Linked DNA regions of Mus musculus: region 2 is linked to region 1. Evidence: chromatin contacts called from public Hi-C data. All regions are on one chromosome and are shown on one strand. The core of a region is the stretch at or near the end of the contact, and the rest is flanking DNA. Distances in the headings are between cores, read along the strand shown.

The links. A called contact is a pair of places that touch in the nucleus more often than the background predicts.
Region 2: a contact with region 1 is called in a Hi-C map of uterus, with 1.7 times the contacts expected there. The contact joins two enhancer-like sites. A contact is called at or near these places in 1 of 15 datasets of contacts at CTCF or cohesin (the NIH/3T3 cell line) and 1 of 484 Hi-C or Micro-C datasets (uterus).

Annotation. Positions count from the first base shown.
Region 1 is chr4:105,203,854-105,207,311 of GRCm38.p6, reverse strand. The region is part of intron 2 of Plpp3 (phospholipid phosphatase 3); the gene reads right to left. Among named protein-coding and RNA genes, the nearest start is that of Plpp3, 48 kb to the right of the region's middle. Within about 2 kb of position 1,836, at least 53 of the 459 cell types and tissues checked have an H3K27ac peak or open chromatin away from gene starts, as enhancers often do. A contact at or near this core is called in uterus, where this site is marked.
Region 2 is chr4:105,776,242-105,779,412 of GRCm38.p6, reverse strand. No RefSeq gene overlaps it. Among named protein-coding and RNA genes, the nearest start is that of Gm29922, 68 kb to the left of the region's middle. Within about 2 kb of position 1,417, at least 6 of the 459 cell types and tissues checked have an H3K27ac peak or open chromatin away from gene starts, as enhancers often do. A contact at or near this core is called in uterus, where this site is marked.

The DNA.
Region 1 (3,458 bases), core at 587-3,086:
GTGGATAGTGTCTCCCTGACTCGGCCGAATTGCTTGGGTAAAACACAACCGTGCAGTGCCCCCTCCCCCTTTCTTAACTCCACAGCACAGCTGTGGCCACTTCCTGGTTGCAACTCCAGGCCAGGAGCAGGGATGGTCGGCTCATCACTCACCACAAAAGTCCCTTTCACACTTCCTCCCATGAAGGATTATGGACCACACTTGCCCGCCCTTTCGGTGAGCAGACGCGTTCACAACCACAAGGGAAGCAATAGATTGGCACATTCAGGGCACTCCTTTGCAGAGGTCCTTTGTAAAGGAATAACTTTACAGTGGGGAAAGGCATCAAAGCAGGAGTCTAATCTGGGTCCTCAAAGGCCCCAAAGTGTGGGGAAGGATGGTGTGTAGGATAAACATAGCAGCTGGGCCCAGCGACAAGCAGGGGCAGGAGAGGGAGCAAGGCACGCTGACACAAGAGCCCTAGTTGACTGTGTTTATAAGTGCCACACCTTTTCCAGATCACTTTGTGGATGATTCTATAGGGACAGGGGTGGTCAAAGGCCGGCCCAGTCAGCGTGCTTGCCTAGCTAGTCCCTGAGAAAGCAGAATATTTAGCTCTTCATAGGGCCTCAGAAATGCTCACTAAAGAAACAGACAAATGTCAGGGAGCAGGAGGAGTCGATCCTTGAAGACATGTGACCTGGCAGTGTCCCCTAATCCTTGCCGAGGTCCCTCTGATAACATATAAGAGATGAAATCTGAGTGTCACGGCAGGTCAGAAATGAAGGCAACCATTCTGTGCTGAAGAGACTGGGGCCCAAATATCCCACCCAGGCACACACACTCAGTCTTTGCCCAACGTTCTCTACCCCCATCCTCAACTCATTTCCCTCTTCCAACCTGTTTACACTTTTACCCTATGGAATCTTATAGGCTAACAAGTTCCAGATGTCCACTGCCACAGCCCCGATTGCTGACTCCTTCTGATTCTTTATTTATAAATCACACTCAGGTGTGTTTACGTGCAGGGAGTGGGGGTGGCCACTGAATAAGTATCAAGTACCCATGATGGGAGTCCTCCACTCACAGGGTGAATCTGGAGCAGGTCAACTTCTCTATCCGCAGAATCGTGACTTAGTACTTCCTAAGAGCGATGCCATTAACTCTCTTCTGACCCAGCTTCCTAACCAAGCAGAGGCAACAGGTCAGACAACAGTAGAGGAAGGTTTCTTGTAAGAACTACCTATAAGCTGGGAGCAGAACCAAGGCCCTGGGCACAATACCTGCCCTCGGATTGCTCCTGAGTTGCCAGGACCAGGCCACACTGACAAAGAAATCCTGGCTCAAGCCTCATGCAGTGTGATTTTCTGTGACAAGGCAAGTCCGTTGTACAGATGGGGATTCTGGGGCTCTCTGAAGGATGGGAGATGACCGAGGAGTAAAGTCCACTGTCTCTCAGTTCCAAGACATGGGCAGGCTACCAGCTTGTTAGTGCCACTCTTATCAAAACCATTTCCTATGGTGGAGGAGCAGTTGTGTCTCCAGGACAGCCTTGCTGAAGCCATTTAGCAGACGCAAGGCTCCGGGACCACATGGCTTCTGGAGCCGCCCTGACAGATTGCACAGTTAATGAGCAGCAAATTATGTATTTTCTCCATCCCTTGTACAGAAGGGTCGCGGAGTCGACAACACAGCCATAAATCATCATTATGAACCAGGGGACTGGGCTTCTTGTAATCCTAACCCTTAAAGGCTATTTAATGAAACTTGGGCCGCACCTCTGCAGGAGGGGCGAAGGCTTAAACCGCTCCCTGACATGTTACTCGCCTTCTCTGGAGTCTCAGATTTACTACTTTCGGACTTTATTCATTATTCACAATGTTTTCATTCCTGGGTCATAAAATGAGCACCCCACCCCTCCTCCAAAGGCTTGGTCCCCACCCCCAGGGCCTTCATTCCTGCCACAGTCAGCAAAGTTCTGATAAGTTTCACTTTGGGAAAAAAAATGTCTTCTATGTTGATCTCTGAAGCAGCTAGCAGCGGATCTGAGGGGTGTGGGGGGGATGGCTGGCTGCCAGGCCGGCAGAGAACTCTCCCCTACCTGCCTTTTAAGGAGCTTGGCCCAGAGTCTGGAAACTCATACAGAGGAAGGCATGGCAATTAAGCCACAAGGGGACAGAAAGGGACGGGTCCTGGCCGGCAAGCCAGTGGTTGGGAGGTTGTCTCCAACTGTAAGAGAGAGCCTCTTCCTGTCTTTTGTGGTGAAAAAGAGCCCAGCTACCCACATCTTTACAGATGTTCCATTCAGGAGGGGAAATGGAGAGGGTCTTTAGGCTAGCCTTCCTGGGGAGGAAGGAGCAGCAACCTGGGAGCCAGTAAGTCTCAGTCTCATCATTCTAGTCCTTTGCAGTCACATGACTTCACCTGTCTGGGCTTAGGTGGTCCCTTATAGAAAATAGCATTAATAATATCCACCTGGCAAGGCTGGCAAGGAATTCAATGGGCGATATGTCAAATGCCTGGCACTTTGAAAGGCTCATTTTGGTTTTGGTTGTTTTTTCTTCTTCTTCTTCTTCTTCTTGCACGATTAGGATGTGGGAAATATGCCGTGCCAGGGCAGAAGCAGAAAATACGTGTGTGGTGGTTTTGATTTTGATCTTTCCAGGAAACAAGATAGAAGAAAAGAAGCCCATTGCAGAAGGACCCCACCACTACCACCACCGCTGCCGCCACCACCACCATCGCCGCCACCACCACTCAGCTGCTGTGTTGTTTTAAACATTTTGCTCTATTTATAAATCACCCCAAGAAAAAGTCATATTTTTACACAGTATGTCCTAACAATTCCTCTTCTAAAAACTGAGACGTCTTCCCCGGGTGACTCTGAAGGGCTAACATCCCGATACTCGGTTCTGCTTTAATAATATTTACATAGAACTTTACAGCTTACAAAGCGCTTTTCCCTCTGTCGAGCTGTCTGTTTCTCACAGAGCCCTGCAGGTCATTCTGGGATTACTGACACACTTTCCAAGTGAGAGCAGTAAAGGCCAGAGAGGCCAGTGAGTCACTCTGAATTAAAGGAGGAGAAGGGCAGGACAGCTTGGCAGCCCCATCGCCGACACCTGCCCTTCTCCCTCCCTCCTGGGTTCTTCTTAATGGTACCAAGATAGCCGTTTCCTTGAAGTCCCAGAAGATAGCTGGTCTTTGAGTCCCAAATACAAAGGCATACAAGTAAGGTCTCTTGTAGTGGATCCATTGCAACCAGATCTTGGGAGCCAGTATTTAGCATTTAAATACAAGCAGCACCAGACCAACCCATACAGGTCTACTACTGAGTTTATTTGTATGTTTATGTCCTTGTTAGCTTTACCCTAACCCCCAGACCTCGCGCATGTGTATATGGGTTAACGAACTTCTTTGCGCCAGAAGAGATTCAGTCAACAAACATTTGGCGATGGAGAATTGTTTTTTCTTTTTCT
Region 2 (3,171 bases), core at 168-2,667, 570 kb before region 1:
GAAACAAAGGGATGGTGTGTGGAATAGAGCCATGGCCATTGGTCTCAGTTCCTGGTAAGGTCCCCACCCTGCACTCCACTATGGTGGATTTTCTCTCTTGCTCACTTGAAGAATGGCTAGAAGTGTCTGTGCAAGGCCAACTTCAACTATTCCAGACATCTCATTACATTTGGAGAGGTGTGGCCTACAGGTCTGAGCAGAACAGGAAGCGCCCCTCCCCTCCCACCTTTGATAAATATTTCTTGTCAAGATTATCTTACTGGATATACATCCAGCACCCAGCAGTTATCTTCAGGCCTGCTGTAGGGGAAGCCAGCTATTTGGCTTGAAATTGTTTAAGTTGCTAATAAACAAATCTAAGCCAAGTAAATTGCATGGAGAATGTAGCAGGGGGAGGGATACAGACATTCCAATGTCTGCATAATTGTGTTTGGCAATGATGTCTCCTTTGAAGCTAATTAAAAAGTGTGGGCAGGTTATTTTTAACTCTCTTAATTCTTACCCTCAGCTCTCTCCTTATCTTATCCTCGATCTATTCTAAGGAGTAGTAAAACTTTTACTGAGGGGAAAATTCCTAAATAACTGAACGCCATGCTCTGCCCACGTCATCCATACCACCATGGAGTTTCCTCTGCCCAGTGCATGTACTTCTCAAATGCGTTCTCATTCCCATCTGATATGGGTTCTCCTCTGACTGCCCCATGAGACCTTCTCATGCATCTCATGACTCTTCCTGATGCTCAGATGCTCACATAGACAAACTAGATTCATTTTCTCAAGAGCAGATCCATTTACTAGTTACTCATCTGTAACCGTTCTTTTCCTTCTCTCCCTCTCTCTCTCTCTCTCTCTCTCTCTCTCTCTCTCTCTCTCTCTCTCTCTCTCTTTGGTCACCTTTTCTTTTTTGAGAGCGTGTCTCACTATATATCCCCATCTGACCAGGAACTTGCTGTGGAGACCAGGTTGGCCTCAAACTCACAGAGATTCATCTGCTGTGCCTCCTGAGTGCTATGATAAAAGGTGTGAATCATCATGAGTGGTATATAAAATAATTATTTAACAAATGTCAGTTGTACTATTTTGTGTCCCAGCAGGAAAAGCATGGAACATGCATATGAGTAAGAATGATTTAATAAACACAGGAAACTCTAGAATAAGAACCCCAAAGATGGAAACAATGGGGTTCATGTCTGCCGGTCAGAAGTCTGTTTTCTTCTGCTACAGTGGAATACACAGGACTGAAAGGAGGTTTATTACTCCTGGTTCTGGAGACTTAGAGGTCCAAGGTCATGGTGACATCTGGCAATGTGACGAGAGCCTTCTGTTGCATCAGCCTTGACAGAAGGTGGAAGAGAGCATCAGGCGGGGGGGAAAGAAGGATGATTCAGTGCTGATGAAAGGCAGGGCAGGGTCTTCATGACCCAACAACCTCTTAAAAACAGCTCCTGATCACAAACACTGGAGGACACATACAAATCAAAGCACTACCCCTGGGTCAGAAAATGGAGGATGAGGACATAGTCTCCGGAATGTGTGAGACAGAGACAAAGGCAGAGACAGAACCCTGACTGCTGCTCAAAGGATTGCAGCCAATGTATAACATCCTGGTTAGGATGAAACTGGAAAGTTTACACCTAACCTTTGTCTGTTCCTTTGTTTTCTCATTTGCTTGTTTCCTTCCTTCTCTCACTCTATATCTTGTAACACTTTCTCTTGATTTTAATTCTATCTGAAAACAAGCCAAGGGACATGTGTTAATGCCATGCCTATCAGTCTGTCTTCCCGGGCACAAGTCTGGTAGCCAGTTAGGCATGGAGAGGCAGATAAAATATGCTGCACAATACTTTGTGAAAACCAGCGTCTACCGAACTGTTAATAAGAGAACCACCCAGTTGTGCAAATGCATTTGAGCATCCTATACACACTTCCACCTTGCTTGGTAGAAGGTTGGTTCCCCTGCCTTGCAAAGTTGCTTCGTCCTTCTCACCTATCCTGTTGCTGTCCTGCTGTTTTGATTTGGCAGTTCACCCAAATCAGAACCACTGGAGACTTGACACTCACCCTCGGTTCTCCCTTTCTCTTAGGTTACTGCACTTCTACCTACTAATGCCCTGGGTGATAGCACACATTAAGGACTAGCAGATCTTAGAATCTGTTTCCATATGCAGTCAGGAGGACCCCACTTACTAACAAATTTGTTAGAAGAACCTGTGATTTGTCAAACAAGTAAGAAATCAAGAGTGTGAAGTTTTAAGTGAATCATGGATGCTAACACAGGGGAAGACTTGAGACTAGAAGCTAAATTCTCTCTCTCTTTCTCTCTCTGACACACACACACATACACACAAACACATACACATTGATACTATCCACATTCACTCAGTCATTAGTGTTCATGATTCTCTCAACAAATTTCCTAGTTTTATGCTCCCGAGTTCCACATTCACAATAAACTATAATTTTTTTTTTCTATCCATACACGGCACTTCGAGCCCATCAAATAAATCTTCTCCCGTATTTACCACTTCACTGAGCTACACATATATTTCTCCTGGTATTTTATTGGATGATGTTAAAAGTGACATGCATCGTCCTATTTATTTTATTCTTTGCCTTTAGGAATAGGGAAGTAACTGAGGCCTCTAAGAGCCCATTAGAGTAAATTAATTGGATTCTCACTGAGGCTTAGGAATTCTAAAATGAGTTTGTTTGCTATTAGCTTGATTCCAAGTTGTGTGTGTCTGTCAGCTCTCATCTTGATATTTGAGAACAAGCATTGACCGTTGCCTGGGCACTGGCCTTACATGCTCTACAGTAATAATGCCACTGCTCTATGTTTTGCAGGGGCAACATACCCAGAATCCCTTGCATGGTTGTCTGTTTGGCAATATGTTCTCAGCAAGTGAGTTGACTAGACATCTATCTCAGAGCATATTCAGTTGTACATATTTCTAAATGTTTGATATGATTTTCAAATATGGTGTGAAGGTTATGAGACATAGTCCCTTGCAGTTGAACTTAGGTGTCACAAAATGAGAGAGAGAGAGAGACAGAGACAGAGACAGAGACAGAGACAGAGACAGAGACAGAGAGAAAGCACAACATAGGTACAAGAACCATATTTAGCACTAAGTAGGCAGAGAGTTCAATTCTAGGAGATATTAGGGCAAA